Regions from separate parts of the Gossypium arboreum genome. Here region 2 is linked to region 1. A link is a contact called in public Hi-C data. All regions are on one chromosome and are shown on one strand. The core of a region is the stretch at or near the end of the contact, and the rest is flanking DNA. Distances in the headings are between cores, read along the strand shown.

The links. Hi-C and Micro-C count contacts between places; a contact is called where the count stands out from the background.
Region 2: a contact with region 1 is called in a Hi-C map of leaf, with 5 times the contacts expected there. The contact joins the promoter of LOC108451796 here to the promoter of LOC108486184 in region 1. A contact is called at or near these places in 2 of 5 Hi-C or Micro-C datasets (both in leaf).

Annotation. Positions count from the first base shown.
Region 1 is chr6:123,994,341-124,001,221 of ASM2569848v2, reverse strand. It overlaps LOC108486184 (DNA repair protein recA homolog 3, mitochondrial-like), which reads right to left and starts at 2,767. Exons shown (of 8, transcript XM_017790076.2): 1 at 2,379-2,767; 2 at 2,132-2,189; 3 at 1,462-1,679; 4 at 1,258-1,345; 5 at 813-985; 6 at 335-481. The coding sequence starts at 2,435. LOC108486185 (nucleosome assembly protein 1;2) reads right to left here and starts at 6,321. Exons shown (of 13, transcript XM_017790078.2): 1 at 6,132-6,321; 2 at 5,935-5,994; 3 at 5,809-5,852; 4 at 5,631-5,726; 5 at 5,195-5,287; 6 at 5,025-5,112; 7 at 4,881-4,942; 8 at 4,601-4,785; 9 at 4,309-4,486; 10 at 4,177-4,220; 11 at 3,867-4,068; 12 at 3,739-3,750; 13 at 3,268-3,646. The coding sequence starts at 5,980. The coding sequence ends at 3,581.
Region 2 is chr6:124,334,207-124,341,087 of ASM2569848v2, reverse strand. LOC108451796 reads right to left here and starts at 3,871. Exons shown (of 7, transcript XM_017749482.2): 1 at 3,504-3,871; 2 at 3,272-3,390; 3 at 3,062-3,144; 4 at 2,592-2,713; 5 at 2,010-2,174; 6 at 1,509-1,602; 7 at 772-1,355. The coding sequence starts at 3,681. The coding sequence ends at 1,154. It overlaps LOC108451780 (CRM-domain containing factor CFM3, chloroplastic/mitochondrial), which reads left to right. Exons shown (of 9, transcript XM_017749471.2): 8 at 1-64; 9 at 457-784. The coding sequence ends at 540.

The DNA of each region.
Region 1 (6,881 bases), core at 1,518-4,017:
TGTTTAAATAGTTAGTATGTACTAAAAAAATATTACAAGCTACATTTAATTAGCGGTAACAATTTAGCTAGGAAATATTGCATCAATCAAACAACCAACTAATTAGTGGTTAGAATTATTAATAAAGCCTTTAAATGGGGCAAAATTCAAAAAGTTGACCTAAGGGCAAAACTCACAATGTACACAGAGTCAGAGGCTACAACATTAATCAAACAAACTCAAAGCAAGAACTTTAACAACTGCTTGGCCACCTAAAGCTTTAGAGGTCTATGTTGCTAATATGGAGCTCATCATCAAAACTCATCAAGGAGATAATCGGGAATCAAACTTAAACCTGATTTATTAAAATCAATATGGTTTGAGACAATGATAAGGAATGGCATATTTTACGAAGAGCTTGGCTCATCAGTCTAGCCTGCATTGCCATATGAGCATCACCCATCTCGCCATCAAGCTCGCCTTTAGGCACAAGGGCAGCTACCTGAGATGAAAATTAAGCTATTATTAGGAGCTCACTGTAAATAGATATGATAAACAGCAGTATCACACAGATAAAATTATAGAATTTGAATCCTTCAAGGATGAGAACCCAATACTCTTGGCACACAAACACTAATTTGAAAAGTCCTCCCTCAAATTTGCATCATAGCACAACCTAATTACATAAGCAGTCCAAGGGAAGATGCAGACAAGGAAAACAAAGCATATTTCACAAGTCACAAACACGGCAGAAGCACATTCTACCAACTATCAGCAGTATTTATCACACCAAACTCCATAATGGAAAAAAAATGAATCTAGGAACACCTTACGCTGTCAACAACTACAACATCAACTGATCCACTACGTATAAGGGTGTCCACAAGACTGAGAGCTTGTTCTCCACAATCTGGTTGCGAAAGGAGCAAATTCTCAGTGTTCACCCCAATTGTCTCAGCTAGAGCAGGATCAAGAGCATGCTCAGCATCGACAAAAGCACAATAACCTGCATTTGAATATTATAGCCATATGTAAGCATTCAGCAGAAAGATAACAGAAACAACCTCAACAGCACAGAAGATAGCCACAACAAAATCTGGTGCACCCTCCAAATGCAATCATCTCATAAATAGATTTAACGTTATACGCTGCATACAAAACCTTTATAATAGTTCAGATGCCTTATTATAAACCACCTTTACATAGAATGGATTTCATAACGAGTCAGCACAATCAATCATAAATCACACAGTACTAAGCTAAAATACATTCAGTGACCTCCTTGCTTTTGTGCTTCAGCAATTACATGTAAAGCAAGTGTCGTTTTCCCAGAAGCCTCTGGTCCAAATATCTCTATGACACGGCCCTGTAAAATTCCAACAGAGATGTATAAGGAACTAAAAAGCATCACAAGCAGCTATTACTTAGTAGCAGACTAGCAGCATAAAGGGTAAAAGAACTGAAACAAGAATTTTAGAGTACTTTTGGAAGGCCACCGATTCCAAGTGCTATGTCCAGAGCAAAAGAACCAGTGGAAACTACTGGAACATTTCGATGAGACATAGCACGACCAAGCCACATGATAGATCCTTTTCCAAAAGAACTCGTAATCTGATCCAAGGCAAGTTTTAGAGCTAAATCTTTCTTGGACATATTCTCATCGCACGAATCACTTGAATCTGACTTGGATTTCCTTCTACCTTCAATAGGACACAAACAAAGAAATAACCGAACACAAGAAAGCATCAGATTTCATTTATTCAAAAAAAAAAAAAAGATTATTAGATTTCACTTTTTAACTCAAATGAATCCAGTTCAAGAAAAATAGCCAGAGAACTCCATCTATTAAATGGCATGAATTTATAATTTTTATTGTTGGATAAAAGATGACACTACGTTAAGCACTGCGCTTTACAGTACAGCTGACTTGTTTCAATTAAATATTAAAGAATTCAAACATTTATTAATCTAATAAAAATCCCATGACAAAGCACTCTTCTACAATCACATTCAGATGATTACCTGAATTAAAATTCTACTCAAAAACCAAAATGTGATTTAACCAAACATAGAATTAGAATACCAGATACCCAAATAACAATATTTGAGTACCAACATTCAAATTGAAGCTTTTCAATGGAATTTCATTTACCTTTAGAAGAAAAGTTACACAGCTGAGAAGATGACCTTAACACCCCTCCCCTACAAACCTGCAAAAAGGAAAAAAGAGAAAAATTGATTCACGGCTTCGAATATATATATATATTTCTACTGTTCCTAAACTACCATTTTTTATATAAAAAAATGAACATAGTGCAAGACAATCAGATTAAACATGAGAAAAACAAAGGATATGAAGTTATGGAAGAAAATAAAGAAAAGGGTAAGGTTTTTAAAACCTGTGGAGCGAAGAGAGAACGTTTAAGAGATGAAACATTTCGAAGAAAGCTGGCCATAGCATGCAAGGGAAAGGAGCTTTGTTTAGAAGTATAAGATGTGGGAAAAGAAGAACAAACTAGTTGTGATTAGATGTTACTTAGTACCATGGATTAAAAAGAGAGTAAAGAAATGGAAAGACAAACAGACAGACACTGAGGTCTGCTGCTGTGGGTCTGGGATGTTAGGGTTTGAGTTTCCCTCCTTTTCGAGATTTGCACTACAGTGGTTTGGTACCCCCCAGGGGCGGGGGAGAGGGAGCCTGCTGGTTGGCCCGTCTGGGCCTCCAGGGAATTTTAATCAAATTTGGTGTTCCTATTATATTGTATTATATTTTGTTGTATTATATTCCGTTTTTATTATTAATGTAACGCTTTCTTATTCCAAATCATTAATATCGTTAAAAAAGGGTTAATTATTGAGATTTTTTCTATGAAGTTGAGCCGAATTTTTTTAAAATTACAAAAATAATGACATATAATTCTTTGATCTTTTTTATTGCTATGAGAATTTAGGAAAATCATATCAACCTATTAAGAAAATTTTTAATAAATATGAACTAAGGCATAATAATTAAAACAGTGAAATAAATCTAATTTTTCAAACAAAATCTACAATAACCGTAGAGAATACTTTGGGTCTTCTTCCTTTATTAATTTCAAGGAGAAAGGGCTGCGACAGATGTTTTATTTTGTATTATTTTTGCATCCATAATTTTTTGAAGTTGCAACATTAGAAATAAAATTAAAGATACATGGAAATACAATGTGATCATAATTGTTGCCGTCCAACCACAAGCCATGCGCAAGAGAACTCGGTATATAAAAGGAATATGCAAAAGAGAATAAAAAATAACTTTAATCAGACCGGCCATTAAATAATTGATAACAAGCTATCACAAGAACTCTTAAAGAGTTTCTGGAAACATTAAACATTAAACATTAAAACAAAATCCCAAAACATCTTAGACTACCATTACCAGACCATCCTACCAAACCAACACCAACAGACCAAAAGGATAAAACGACTGTAGAAACCAATCATACTCATAGCAATAACATAAAACTGTAGAAATAAATAACCACCAAAACTGCAAACCCTCCCTTTCTCCCGCTTCTTCCAATCAAAATCTTATAAACCACACTCCGACAGCAGCAATTAATTTCTACTGCTGCTTGCATTCCGGAGGCCTCTCACCTTGCTGCCCATCCCCTACTGCTTTACCACTCTTCTGCAATATACAACGAACAACGAACATAATTAAGAATAAATTTTCAATAGAAGGGCCAAAAGAGAGACCTAAATGATATGGAATTGGTGTACCTTATGAGCAGACTGCAGCACATTTTCAAGCAATATGCAAGAAACAAAAGAAATATTAGCATCACTTCAGATTTTGAACAAACAATTGAGCACACATTATAACACACCCTAAATTTAGCATCTCATACCTTCTTTTTGGTCTTACTTCCTTCGTCATCATCCTCATCCTCATCGTCAGCATCCTCATCCTCTTCCTCATCATCCTCTTCCTCCTCATCATCATCATCGTCATCTTCTTCATCGTCATCTATATCAAGCTCATCTCCCTGGATAGCTTCTCCTGTAAACCATGACACAGCATGTGGAATAATCTTGTCCCGAATTGTTGATCTGCAAAAAGAAACAGATAGCATAAAATAAGTAGGTATTTCAAATACATGTAACAATGATTAATGATGTCTCACTCAATAACTAGAGTAAGAAGAAAAGAGAACATACCCGATGTCATAATCTTGTTCCATTTGATTTTGTAGCTCCTCAGCCTGTGCAAGAAAGTAAAAACAATTGGAATAGCAGAAGAAATGTAATCAATCATCAATGTTTATATAGATCTGGTGAGGTTGGGCTTACAGTATCTTCATCAATGTCTTCATCATCCTCAGGAACTTGCGGAGGATTGAAGAAGTTGAAGAAACTTTCACACTCCTCTGTTTTAGTGATTGGCTTGGCATTCTTTGAACCCTTCTTAGGCTTCTTTTTAAGAAGCTTTTGAGTTAAGCATTTTCCAGGATACCATTCAATTTCAGTCCTACAAATTAGGTGTAAAGAAGTTTTAGTTAAAAGAAGTAAGAACCTCCTGTAATCTGGACATATTTAACAATCCAATAGGGAATTCTCTAAAAGGATAGGTAATAGTATTTACCCAATTGCTTTCTCAAGAATAGGTTCATCTTCATCAATCATGAGATATGTCTTTGTCAGCACAGTATTCTTGAAATAAGGATTGGTGTCAAAGTAAAACTCAAGCTTGAATCCTTTGGGTTCCTCTACCCTGTACCACTTAATATCCTTGAGATACTTGAGAGCTCCTTCATCACGCTCAGTGATCTGGTTCCAAACACAAAGGATGTAGAGATAAGCTTAACCATTTCCAACCAAAAAAACAAAAAGAGTTATAAAAATAATAGTAATTGGATACTCACCTCATCAGAGAGCACTTCATTATTTTTCATTGCAGTAAGCCAAAAATCAGGCACCCCTTTCTCTGCATAAAGCATAATTTTATAAATATCGTCCACAGAAAGAAAGATGCATATGGGAAAAGAAATGACTCAATAAGATCATACCTTCAGCATCCTTTTCCTCTCCTTGGTCCTTGGCAGCTTCATTTGCTGTTCCTTCAGCATCAGCAAGGCCATTCACAATATCATATCGCTACAAAAATAAGGTAATAAGTCAGGTGAATGGCGACAGTAACTGATTAGCCAATAACTAAAGCAAAATTGAAAATGCAAACCTTTGCATACAAGGGTTGATATAGTTTTTGATATTTAGCTTCAAGTGCAGCCCTCTCCTCAAAAAACTTAGCCTCCAATTCATCATGTTGGCTCTGTTAAAGAAAAATAGGGATCAAAAATGGCATTCCCCTTCCAATCACATTGCAGCTAAGATAAATAAAAGTTAGATTACAACAATCTAAATCAATCTAGCTGGGAACGGAAAGTAGCTGCCGAGCAAGAACAATGAACTTTCTACCATACCAAAAGTAAATCCAATAAAAATGTGCATAGATGATCTTAGAAATTCAACACATTAACAACCCCATACATCCAAGATACTCGAGTTTCTTAACCATAATAGAGTAAACCCGGCTACAAAAACAACTAAACCATTAGTGATATCAGAGTAAAACTTAACAGAGCATCGAAAAAGCTTAGGGAGAAAGAACATGCCTGGATCTCCCTAAGAACCTCGACACGCTTCCTGACAATCGGTGATAGGCTCTCCAGCACATCGGAGTGATCCCCAGCAAGACTTTGAAGTTTATTCTGCAAACCAAAATATCAAAAAAAAAAAATAATGAAAAAAATAACAAAAAGAAAACCAAAAACAATTATGGGTGTCACCCACCTTGAGAGCGTTAACGAGACCAGCTCGTGCTTCGGCATTAAGAGCTGCAACCAAAAATAGAAACTGAGAGAAGCGATAAGAGTGAAGCGATAGTATTGTAGATAAAGAAGAGAAAAATATCAATACCATCGCCAAGACCGGACATGTTGAAGTTAACTCCTTCGTTGCTCATTGACGATATTATTTCTAAGAGAAGAAAAAAAATGAAATAAGGTTGATTTGGAGAGGAAAAGGAGAATGTAAAACCCTAGATTCGAGAAATTGGGAAAAAGAATAGGGTTTGAGTGAGAGAGGCGTGTCGCTTAACAATCCTCCCCCTTTACCTTACGAAAACCTAAAATCCGCGACACTAGTTTTTATCGCGTAAGCAAAGCACTTTTTGTTTTTCACTTGTTTTTTTTTTTTTTTTCGTTTCCTTGATGGCTATAAATAGGGCTCGCACCGCTTTTGAATTTGTTTAAAATGGTAAGCAAATCCCAGCCTTATCATGGTTACCCAAAAGTTCATTTCATATCCGTAAATGGAGATTTTAAAATTTTATTGATTAAATATTTTTCAAAATATTGTCTTTCTATTATTAAATTTTAATAATTTTAATTTTACTATAAAATTATTTTTATTTTATACTTGAAACTTAACCTTTAACTATTTTTTAAATATATTTATTCAATTTTCAATTAAGGTTTTACTTATTTTAAATTCTAACAACAAAATCTGTTAAAAATTTTTCAATTGAGTTGACGTCATTTTTATGCTAAATTTATTTAAAACTTAGTAAGTATAAATGAAAGTAAGGACCAATAATTTAAGATATGTCTAGTTTATGGCATAATTATTTATTATTTTATAAAATTACTCTATTTTTAAAATTTAGTTGACGGTTATTCATGTAGTTAAGATTAATGATAAATTTAGTAAGTAAAGAAAGATTTAGTTAGTGTAAATAAAAATAATAATTAGGTTTAAATTATAACGTTGTAATTTAGGATAAATCTAAGGCGCCAATATTTATTGTTTTATAATAATTACTATATCCATCATGTCAAGCTCAATAATAGAATTAATAAATAAAA
Region 2 (6,881 bases), core at 2,622-5,121, 340 kb before region 1:
TGCCGTAAATACTCCATACTCAAGGTTGAATGAAGCTCTACTTTCTGATGAGGATATTGAAGAGGTAATAAATGATCCGCTAAACTTATGCATGCTGGAAGATGAAGAACATGCGTTTCATTTTCTTCTACTTTGTTATTTGCAATTATACACATTTGAAGTTGCAACCCTCCCCTAGGCCTGATTCCCAGCTAATGAATAGTGCCAACCCTTAAATAATTCTCATCTCTTGATGATCATTGATAATCCATTATTTTGTTCTTCCTCTATGATACCACAATTGGATTTAGTGAATGAATTCTGTACTTGAAACCTGTGTTACAATGTTGGAAAGCTTCGAGTTGTATAGCTGACACCAGCTATTATGAGGTTGCATCTCAGTTTGAGTTGCAGAGCTTGACATGGTATGCTTTGCTGTACTGATTCTGATGGCTAATTTATTTGTATTTGAACCAGGAAGACTGGGAAGATGAATATATGGAATCATATGGCAGCGGCAATGATGATGATGATGATAAGCAAAAGGAAAGACCAGTTTAGTAGTTACTCGACCAGATCGGAGCCTGGAGTACCAGCTACTGCAGATTTTTTAATAAAGGCAAATGCTTTAACATTCCAGCTTCTAAGCCAGGGAAAGATCATATATAGAAATGGATTATCATTGGATGTTGCATTCTAATTATATGGTAATTGTCCTTACGTGCAGCAAATTTTTGAAGGTTGTAGGTGCTTCTAGTTATGTTATAAATACAATTAATGATCCAACAGAAGTTTTATTCTAAAATCCCATTTATTCTAGCAGACAATTTGAGAGGGAACAGAAAGGAAAACAACAGTGTTGAATGAACCATAATTACATCAAGTCACTTGCAAGATCTCCGTAATTTATTAAAAAGAAAATAAACTACATAGCATTGTCTTTTAAGAACGAATGGCAATAAACATTATACCAACTGGAAACTCAAGCTTCCATGGAACTTGGTCAAATTAGTAAGAGTGAGCAAAATCCAGCTTGGCATGGCCGTTTAACATCTCAGTAGATAACAGTGATCAATTACAGCTGCAGGGGCTTACATTGCTGGAATATTTCAGCTGTCACCTGTATCTCATTTGTTGGTGGAGAAAATTTTAGATTTGTGTTTACAGCCTCTACCTACTTGGAAGAAACCTTGTCTTGCTCTAAGGCTGACGTTATAAATTTCACAACAGTAGATGCCAACTCAGTTTGATGCGAGGTGTACCCATGATTTGCTCCTTCTGTAATGTGTAATTGGTGATTAGGTATAACCTTGGCAAACTCCAAAGCATCTTCAACAGAAATTATCTCATCAGCAGATCCATGGACCGTCAACACCCTGTATGTTACGGTGAATAATAGCACAATAACATATACTAGTATTGAAGTTCATTTGACATTGGCATCTAAATCAGCTCAATGAATCAGTGAAGAATCAATGATTTCGAAACAACAAAAACTAATAGGCTCTAGTCTATATTCAAAATCCTACCGACATTCTTTATCAATCTTGAGGCAAGCTTCATGCATTTCTGTTCTTAAGCGATCCATCAAAGCTTCCTCAGTCACACGGTATTCAATGCCTCCTACATAAATAAAATGTAATTAAAATTCGAAATGTTTCCAATCAAGTACATAAACAAATATTGAACAAGACTAAATATTAACCCTTTACATTCCACAAGGAATGTTTTTATTCCCAGGAAATTGTTAAGATAGAACATTTTTAATGCAAAATTTCTACTTCCCTTTCAAGTTCCAAATGCCAAAAGCTATAAGAGCACCGACAGCAGCTGTCTTTATCACTGATTATGTAGCTATAATTCTATTTGGATACTTTTAAGTAACACTTGAACTGGACAGAAAATCCAATCAGGACTGCTGATTTGCTTAACTTAACAAACAACAAATAGATCCTTGATGGACATACACAGACGTGAAGAACACAAACTCAGGAAATCATACACAACAAGGAAGCTAAATAAATAACTACCTGTCTTATTCTTAACATCAATGTGGCCATCCTTCTTAATTATTTCAATAAAGTCTTCTCCCAAGCGTTCTGCAATGCCTCTCTTCAAGTCGTAGCGGCCAGAAACGTTTACAACTATACGTAAATCTTGATACTTAGAAGCGTAAAGGAGCACCACATTTCCCCCTGCATTACATTATTTTAGCAGTATAACACTTGTTGGAGAACTTATTAGACAAATGAAAATCACAGCTGGAAAAAACTAATTGACAGACTTCATTGGGATATCTTGATGCTTCGAAGCATAAAGAAGCACCAAAATTCCCCCTGGTTTATATTATTCCAGTGATATAACAATTAAACAGTAATGTTAGCTTGGTTACATTACTTATTCTGTGTATTAATGATCAAAACATTATAAGAAAAAAAGATATTGCTAAGATCCATCCTGAAAATAACTCAGTGATTAGAATGTAATTTAAGATATAGTCTTCAACAACTTAGTTTCTTCTTAGAGAACTTACAAGTTCTACAGTGCAGAGCAAAACCATTCTCTATTTTAACTAGTTCAGAAAAGTTCGAGTAGGAAACACGGACACTCACCTTTACTATGCCCAAGAATTGCACTTACCACACGACTTTCCCCTGAAAAGTGTTGAATTATGGCGTGTAAATCATCAGCTTCTCGGTAATAGTTACCATACTGAAATGAACCTTCACTTTCTCTGAAAAATGGATCCCAAAATAAATCACAACTATAGAACAAAGTGAACAAAACACACACTCCAGCAGCAGCAATAGACATAAAAAGTAAGAACTATGCTGCATAATACATATTTGCCAATCCAAGAAAAGCCACCTCTTAAAATCTCTACAGATTTTAACTTTGTTCCTCCGACTCTTCTACCGTGACCAACACTCGTACCCGACCCTTGGGTGTGGAGATAAGACCAAGAACCCTCCAACTACATTAAAGAAAAACTTAGAAAAATCTAACCATACCCGTGTTGGACATATACAATGTCCGACACTCTCACCAGAGTCCGAGTAACATTAGATTTTAATCAACTCACCCGTTTCCAGCAAAATCGAAACGGAAGACACTGATTCCTTCTTTTTCTAAAGCAGCAGCAAGGTTCGTCATAGTATTGTAATCCTGAAGTAGAATTAATCTAAGTGAGCTGCTTTCCCTAAATTATTACTATTCCTCCATGAACAGACATTTCCACCAAATATATTTGCTACTGAAAGCAAGGTGAAAGAGATGAAATGACCCAACTAACCTTTCTGGATCTGAAACCATGGCATAAGATTACAATCTCTTTAGACTCGGTTTCATGCAATAATCCCACCAGTTTTTCACCATGCTTGTTCGGAATTATCATTCTCTGCCGCTCAATCACTAAAATTTAGAAAAAAAGGGTCCTTTTTTTTATTTTCAAAGTTCTTTACATTAAAAACAAAATGCAACCATAACAAAGTTATAAAAGAAAGGGAACACTAATAATTTGGGACCTGGTTTTTGAGTAGAATGAGAGTGAGCCATCGTCGAGATTGTGGAGTTTGGTTTGGAGATACGTCGACAGGAGGATGATATGAATGGTGTTCGTACCTGTGAAAAAGTATATTTAGGATTAGTTGATAAATTTGAGAGCAGTGTCAATGAATCAAAGTTAAGGGCAATGGTGGCCATTTCTTAGAACCTCTGGTTGGCCTCTTTCTTCTATCGTGCTTAATAAGGCAAGTCCTGTAAATGGATTGGGATAAAGGAAAGGTTTCCGATTGAATCTCTGGTGCCATGGGTTTTAATTACAGCTGTTGATAGGTCCGGATGGAAGGGTGGCTCGAAATCTGAGTAAAATATTGGCTTGAAAAATAGGAATGGACAAAAATATAAAACACGTTTACAAAATAGGCCGAGCCACGGATAAGGACTTATGCTTAACCCAGCCCGCTTAGATTCATTAAAGGAATTTTTTTATGTTATTTTTTTATTTTTTTTCTATTTTATTATTATTTTAATATTATATTACTACTATTTTGTTATTATTATTTAAATATTATATATAACTTATTTTATTATTAATTTTATTATTATTTTAAAAGACATTTGTTTTATTATTATTTTAGAGGATTTACTTGTGAAGTTATATTAATCTTAGTGTTATTTAAGTATACATATTTTTAAAATTTATTTTCCATGTGTTGGAAATATTTATTTTGATGCTTTTAGTATTTTGATGTATTATATATATTTTAAAATTATATAAAAAATAATATGAGCGGGCCGGGTCGAGCTTGGGTAAAATTTTAAGTCCATTTTTCAAGTTAGACTTGGTCCAGGCCTAGCAAACAGGCTTGAATTTTTAGTTGAGCCCGGCCCGACCCATACACACCTCTAATTTTAATCTATTCTATTCCATTAAATAAATTATTAAAAAATATTTAAAATTAGCTTCAATCATTGGGTTCAATTGTGTTTTTTTTTTTCAGTTTAATTGATAGGTACTAATTCTCGAATCAATTGGTTTAATGTCTTCTTACTTGACTATTTTCCAATCTAATTAATTTGATAAATTAATTTGATTTAATTGACCGGTCCAATTCATTTTAAACAACCTTAACTATTACATGGTAGTGAAATGTTAAAAGGAAATATCAATTAAAAATTGTCAAATTTTAGTTTTGATTCCTCTACTACATTAAAATATAAAATTTAATCTTTGTACCTTTACTTTTATTATGTCATTAAGTTACTATATTTTGATTAAAATGCTTACATAAAAATTTTAAAATATTCCTTCTAACCTATTATGCCGATATAGTTTTTTTAATGTTGGAAAGGACGATTTTAGTAAAAATTCAACGTCTAACATTTTTACTTTTTAGTTAATGATTTTAATTATTTGGGTTAACTAATGACTTTATAAAGGTAGAAAAACAATTATGTTAAATTAAAATATAACAACTAAATCTTATAATAGAGAGACCAAAATCTTAAATTTTTTAAACCTTAAATTATAACTTATTGGCTAGATGTTCACTTTTCCTAAAAATAGTTTGGGTTCGAATATTCGTTGTATAAAAAAAAATCATAATTTGACCATTTAATTGGTTTAAAGTTAATTTAAATTGTAAAAATTTAGATTTATTCTCTGATCAATTTGATGTTCAAACTGATATTTGAACATAACATATGCAGTACATCAGTGCAAGAAGAAAATCAAAGAGGGAAATTGTAACACCCCTAACCCATACTGTCGCCGGAATAATGTTACGAGGCATTACATATCAATTCACAACATAAAACATACAATCTCATAAATCATTCAACACAATCACTTTGTCCCTTATAAGGGTCTTCGAGACCTTAATCATGCTTTAGAAGTGGTTCGGGACTAAACCGATAACATACGAAAATTTCGAAAAACTTAGAAATTTTTCAATCATACAAGGCTCACACACCCGTGTGAACAGGCACGCCCGTGTCTTAGGCCATGTGGAAACAGGGCATACAAACTGACTTGCATCACATGGCCGAGGACACGCCCATGCGCCAAGCCGTGTGAAAACTGGAGAGTATACTGACTTGGGTCACACGGCCAACCACACGCCCGTGTGCCCTTTAGGGGGTATACTGACTTATACCACACGACCAGTCACATGCCTGTGTGTGAGACCGTGTGTGTAACGCCCCGTACCCGAGACCATTGCCAGAGTCGAACACGAGGTGTTAATAGACTTAATTCATTACTTAAACAAATTTCATACAATTCATTTTAAAATTTCAGACAAGTCGGCTAACGCATCACAGTCGCTTTAAAAATCATATCTCGAGTTCAAACTCAAATCTAATTCCGTAAATTTTTCCTAAAACTAGACTCATATATCTATCTACTAATTGTTTCTAGAATTTTTGGTCGGGCCAATTAGTACAGTTTATTAGTTAAAGTCTCCCTGTTTCAGGTTCGACTACTCGACCTCTGTATTACTGAATCAGATATCTCCATCTACAGAGCTTCAATGACTATGCCGTTTGTCTCTAATAAAACTAGACTCAATAAGGAATCTGTAAATATAAATCATGACTTCTAATTATCTTTGTAAAATTTATGGTGAATTTACAAAGTCAGAACAGGGGATCCAGAAATCGCTCTGGACCTGTTTCACAAAAATTTAAACATCTCATAAAATATAACTCATATACCTGTTTTATTCCATCCATATGAAAATAGACTCATAATTCTTCAATTCCATATATTATACATCATCTAATTGTATCTCTACTATTTTTAGTAATTTTTCAAACTCACGTCACTGCTGCTGTCTGAATCTATTTTATGGTAAATTTTACCTATTTCATGGTTTCCATGGATTAGCTAGCAATTTAGCATACATAACACCAAATATGATCATGATTAGCCATTCCAATGGCTAATCATTACCAAGCATTTCCATACCACTCAATAACCATATCATAAGACCATATATATACAAAATGATTATAATGCTATACATGCCATACTCAAAATATACAAACCATTATGCCAAGATGGTATACGGATAGTGTGAGCGAGCCTCCGACCGTTCCCGATTTCCGAGCTGGCTTGTCAAAACTACAAGGAATGAAAAGGAGGGAGTAAGCATAAATGCTTAATAAGTTCACATGCAAATAGCAAGTAACATAACCATATAAGCAAACATAAAACATCATTTGCATAATCATCACCAAGACATTCATATCACATTTTCATTTATCATCTTACCATATTGTTGTTATATCGATTTTTCAACCCAAGGGTTAAGTACATACCTGTTCAAAGTATCCATTTCACAACACTTACCAATACGTCCCTTTCATCTTGAGTATTCCTCCATTTCAGTAAAACTTTA